Regions from separate parts of the Acanthopagrus latus genome. Here region 1 is linked to region 2. The links are chromatin contacts, called in public Hi-C maps. All regions are on one chromosome and are shown on one strand. The core of a region is the stretch at or near the end of the contact, and the rest is flanking DNA. Distances in the headings are between cores, read along the strand shown.

The links. Hi-C and Micro-C count contacts between places; a contact is called where the count stands out from the background.
Region 1: a Hi-C map of muscle shows a contact between it and region 2, with 1.7 times the contacts expected there. The contact joins the promoter of ca16b here to the promoter of si:dkeyp-67f1.2 in region 2. A contact is called at or near these places in 2 of 4 Hi-C or Micro-C datasets (both in muscle).

What each region holds. Positions count from the first base shown.
Region 1 is chr6:15,324,790-15,327,610 of fAcaLat1.1, reverse strand. It overlaps ca16b (receptor-type tyrosine-protein phosphatase gamma), which reads right to left and starts at 1,266. Exons shown (of 29, transcript XM_037100566.1): 1 at 396-1,266. The coding sequence starts at 480. LOC119020861 (a long non-coding RNA gene) reads left to right here. Exons shown (of 3, transcript XR_005075428.1): 1 at 1-361.
Region 2 is chr6:15,188,178-15,191,096 of fAcaLat1.1, reverse strand. It overlaps si:dkeyp-67f1.2 (protein FAM3C), which reads left to right and starts at 1,491. Exons shown (of 11, transcript XM_037100786.1): 1 at 1,491-1,639.

The DNA of each region.
Region 1 (2,821 bases), core at 17-2,516, 140 kb before region 2:
AGTGTGTTACACGTCGTCGGGGTCAAACAAGAGTTACAGGGCTGAATAAATGTCCAGCTTGACGTTAAAAAGCAGGGAGGTGGGGAGAGAGGGAGGGGGGCAGTTTGCGCCATAGTCCCGCTGCCTAATCAATAACACGCACACACAAATCAGGGAGGCTAAACGTCTGAGCGGTAACGCAACCCGGCTCGGCCCTGTTACCGTTAGAAGAACCCGGGCTGAACGTCGCTTCTGTTTAATTAAAATAAACAAAACCTCCTGTTTCGACAGCAGAAAGTCTCTATTCCCCCCCGGTTATAAAATACTAATTCAACACTGTGGACACTCTGGAGGAGTTCAGGGGGGCTAACACACACCAACGGTAAGCTAACCCCGTGTTGCGTTGAAGTACTCACCGGGGTGACAGTCTTTGTGTTTGGGCAAGGTTAAAAACATTAAGGATAAAATCCACCAGCAACTCGGTCCCCGTATTCTCCGCATGTTAGACCACTCATCGAGAGTTACACGAGAAAACAAAGGCAACGGGTGACAAAGTTTTTCAGTCTTGTGTTGTTGTTTTTTTCTTCTCCTTCCTTCTTCTTCTTTCTTGTTTTTCCTCCTCTTTAGAAAATCGCACACAACACGACCGAAGAAGCTGTTAGAGAGCAAAGTTGGCACGGCGGCCACGAAGGCAGGGGAGCATCAAAGTACGGCTGGTGGTGGTGGTCGGTGCAGGCGACACAGTCACTGCCGTTTAAAAAGACTCATTTCCTCGCCTCCGGTACGAGCAGAGCTGATGGTGGTGGTGGTGGTGTTGGTGGGGTGCTTTCTGCTCTTTCAGCTCCGAGGAATAAAACGCTGCGCACGCCACAGCTGTGAGAAAACAGTTGGAAATCTGTGTGACTCCGCCGTGCCTGTAGCGGGGCTTCCAGACAGCGACATTCCCGAAGTGTGGAAGAAGAAGAAGACGGAGGAGGAGGAGGAGGAAGGGGGGGGGGTCAATCGGCGATCGATCGCTGTCTTCAACTTACAAGGAAAAGTGGTCGAATATCATTGATTACACGTGGTGGTTATTAAGTGATTATCCGCGGCGTCGGCGTGACGGAGGGGCAGCGCGCAACGTAGCGGGAGAGAGAGAGAAAGTGGCGCTGGGAAGAAAGGGGAAAAAATGTCCCATTCTTCCATCCAGGAAGTAGAAAAACTAGCGGTCAGGCGTGCATGGAGATCTGGCTTGCTGGTCCCATCCTACCGGACAGGCTGCGTGCGTGTGAGAGGGAGCCAGCGCGGGGCGGGAGCAAGCGGATGGGGGGGAGGAGGGAGGAGGAGGAGGGGGGGAGGGGAGGGGAGGAGAGGGGAGGCGGTTCTTGGGATTTGCTGAATGCAAAATGACTCGGAACGGACCCACAGGCTTCGCTGTCTGTCCACCCGTGCTACCAGTGAGGAAGACTCCAGAAAAAAAAAAAAAATCAGTGGCTCATGTCACATCGTCGCGTCACGACGTCCGGACTTGGATTCTGCTGCCTCGTGTTTTGTTTTTTGTTTTTTGTTTTTTTTGTTTTTTTTTTTTCAAATGTTGCATCAAACGTGTTGCATCAAATGATGAAAAACGCCGTTAGAATCGCATCTGAGCTGAGTCCACAGTGGGATTGAAGCCTTGTTCAGAAAGATGAGAAAAACAGTCTCCCTTGCTGAAATCCACTGATTCCACAGCCCCATCCTGTCATCTCACTTGTTTTGTTGCTTCCTCCCAGGCCCCATTATTAAAATGACCCTCCCGTGGCCACACAGTGAAGTCCCTTTGCCTCCTGCTGGCAGAACTGTGAATGGAATACTTTAGCAGTAATCATCACCAGGAATATCATCATGTTATGAGTGTGTACTGATCGGAGAATTATGCATCCACCGGTGACACTCCCCTAGGTAAATGTGTAGTCAGTGGTGTTTCTCGCCGAACTATCCAGCTGGACATTTAATTTGAGGAATCTGATTAAATTTCTCATTTAATTACCCAGTTCTCTGCAGGGCCATTGAAGATAGTCACAAGGGCCCTTTGCTTTTAATGTGGGCCATCTGCTTCCTCTCCAAAATGCCTACCTTTTCAAAGCCCCCACAGCCTCGTGGGCATCCTCGCACGGTCCTCCAGGCTGCACTACCTCCGTACGCACTGCAAAACACCGCCGTGGCTGACAATGCTCCAGACCTGACTGTATTCTGACTGATCAAGTGCAATTAACCCGAACAGAAGTTACTGAACTCTTTCCAGCTTTGTTTTCTGTCTTGGCCCCCTTTTACATGAATTATGCACACTAACCCAAATATATGTCCTGCAATAGACATGGCCCAATCACCCTTATGTGCACCAAACCAATCAAACATCACAGTATGTAAGTCATGTTAGTGATGAAGAATCCAGTTGATGTTGACAGAATGATCTTGACTTAAGCTTTACTTACTATTTATTCAGTTAGTGCGTGGACTATCATATGAACCAGACACATGTCATTCAACATTAAATCCATTTAGATGATCAATTCATAAAGTCCCCCCTCAGTCAAAAACATCTTTTTCTTCTTGTTCATACAGTCGAATATCTGATCGTCACTGTACAGATTGATGTATGTGCAATGATTGACACCAGAAGGCTGTTTTTCACATGTATCACTGAAAGTGTAAATTTTCTGTGCTCAGTGCCGGAAAGTCTGATTTCAAATCTGGTCCAATTTACAACTAATACACGTGTGATTTAGACACTCTAATCCACATCCAGTTTAAAGGACCAGTTCACCTCAAAATGGAAATTAAGTCATTATCTAGCCTACTCACTCCCATGCTGATAGAAAAA
Region 2 (2,919 bases), core at 242-2,741:
CTATTTAAGACATTTTTTCCTCTGGTTATCCCAGTAATTTGTCAGTGTCTGTGTATGCGCGGTTCGTTTGTCAAGATATGGCTGTGCAGACCAGCCACTCAATTCTTTCTTGATGATCAAATTATAATAATGTCTTTATAATGATCTGACCACCATAAATAATAACAGTCATAATATCAGGTCATTATGGCCACTCCAGGCAGGTGAAAACTCAAACTCAGCTGTTCAAACATTGACAGGGCAGACGTCTGCTGACACAAGGGCCTGACCTCTGTTTCAAAGGAGGCATAGTATGCTAATTCTTCTGGTTCATGATTTTATTTTGGGTTACTAATACTTGCTTGCATGCTTTAATGCTCTCATACAGCAGAACTGTATTCTCCCTCTGTTTGAAACGCTCTGTTTTAGCTCCTTTGTCTTTAAGGCTTCACTCCTGAAAACCCAGGAGTCTGCTCTGATTGGTCAGCTCACACATGCTGGAGCCAGCGACGCTAAACGCGTCTCCGGGTGGCTCTGCCGCGTTTTCATCTTGCAATTTGCTCCACTTCTATCGTGGATATGGACATCAATAATGCTAACGTGTGACATGATGATGTAGTGTGATGTCACAATGACTACTGAAGGTGTTTCAGGGGCAGTGTTTTCTGTAGGAGAGAGGAGCTTTTGTTGGCATCAACTTTGGACTTTTTAACCTTCAAGACCTGTAGCATGATATGTCTCCTTTAAATGTTGGTAAGGGCTTCATGTGCATACAGCGTTGTCTACATGGTCTTTAATGCCTTACATCTTGACAAAAACACCACAGACTATGTTGGCCCACTTATGTCCTCTTCACTGTGATTCTTACACTCTGTCTCGACCTGGTCTGTGAAATGATTTCTCCTCTGACTCTGTTTCAGTTCTAGTTTCTTTTTTCTATTTAATGATAATTGATATAATACCATCGATGCAGCGTGGAGTTCGAGTTATAAATTTTACTTTGTGGGATGGTCTCTAAGATAACTAACTTGCTGGATGCAGCGATACATGGATTAACATTAATTGAGAGATAAAGCAGGACAGAGACTTGTGGAAGCCCATTTCTGCCAGTTGGTGAAAAAAAAAAAAAAGAAAACTGAGCTTGATCAGGTCAATATTGAGATAATATGTCATAATTATCAAATAAAAGGTCAATGTTATGAAATAAAATCATAATCATCATGAGATAAAAAGTCATAATAATGAGATAAAAGGTCAGTACTATGAAATTAAAGTTTGTATTGATAAGATCATAATTATGAGATAGAAAATCATTATTATTATATAAAGTCATAATTATGAGAGGAAAAGATAATTACCATTTATTCATTAACATCATTTATCTTATTATGTCTTTTTTTCTAATAATGTCAGCTTTTTATCTCATAATTATGCCTTTCCATGGGAAAATATGTATACTTTTTTTTTTTAATTGAGGCCATCCTCCTCCCATGAAGTGTGCAGTGTGCTGATGCCTGATGCAACGTGGAAACTTCATGCCTATCATCATCTTTACATCATGCTTTTACTTTGAAATCCTGGCCAGGCGTGACGCTATCTAAGCACACCTGTTTCCCAGATGCTTAAACTGTGAGGGCGCCACACAGATAATTGCAAGCAGGCAAGATATTTTCCCTCCTCTCGTGAATAAATCAGCTGTGTGTAATTTTTCTGATTTTCGGAGAAAAGAGGAGTCCACAGACAGTCCGCTAACTCTTCACTCTCACAACAGCAACATTAGCTTTGACAATGTTAAGCTGAAAAAACTTCATGCAGACTGTAATTCAACCATGTTGTTCTGGTGGGAGATGCAGTGACTTAAACCAGTACAAATTATATGTGTAGCTAGCTAACCTTTTATGTCATGCCCTGAGCCCTGAGTAGAGGAAAACTTTGCTAGCCGCTAAGCTAATTTTTGATAATTTAGCTAATGGTGACTAGTAAAACATTTCTCTCCTCCACGTCTCATGTGTGTCTGTGGAGTCAGTTTAAACTTAGCTAGTTACAATTAAGAACACTTATCTCTGTGTTATTTTCCTTTATGACCAAAAGCACAACAGGAAGTGGTGGTGGCCTCTTCTGTTATTGATTTGATTAACTGGGCAGATGATGTATTTTTGTAGGCCAACCCGGAAGTTGGCATTGACCCGATACACTGGTACCTCTCTAAACAGCTAATTGGATTGTTGAATTGGATTTTGGAAAATTATCTAATATTCTCTGTGACAGACGTAAATGTATGATACTTGCATGTTTTGTTCAGCGAGATGATCTTCACAGATGAACATCATTGATGTGATTCAAAGCGTAAATGAAATTGTTTGAAGTGTAAAGGTAATGTCAGGCTATAAACAGACTTCATTGCTGTCGTCTAGTAGTAAGATATTATAAAAAAAAAAGTGTCTTACTCTACAATTACAATACACATTTTTCTGAAAATTGATCAACCTACAAGTTGTAAAGTTAGAGTTGGAATATTTTATAAGAAGAATATAGAATATTTGTATCATCATTGAACTGAATCAAATCAAAATTGTAACACTGCACATTTATCCTCATATCGACAAATATCGCAGTGTTGTTCAAAGAATCAGCATTGGACAATATGATAATTTCTTGTCACAATTATCCTGGCCCAAATTATGCAATTCACTATATTATCCCAGTTATCATTAACATATCTTTAGAACTCATGAAAGTTAAGGAAGTCCTTTCTGGGAAAAAAAGTAGTGGATTGCTGAGACTCACTCCCAGGTCATCAAATATCAATGCTTTGCCTCAGTATTCAGCCCAAAGTTTGAACCCATAGCATTGATATTTGATGACCTCGGAATGAGACCTGGCAATCAACTATCTCTCCAGAATCAAGTTCCCTAGCTCTTAAAATGGCAATAAAAGAAA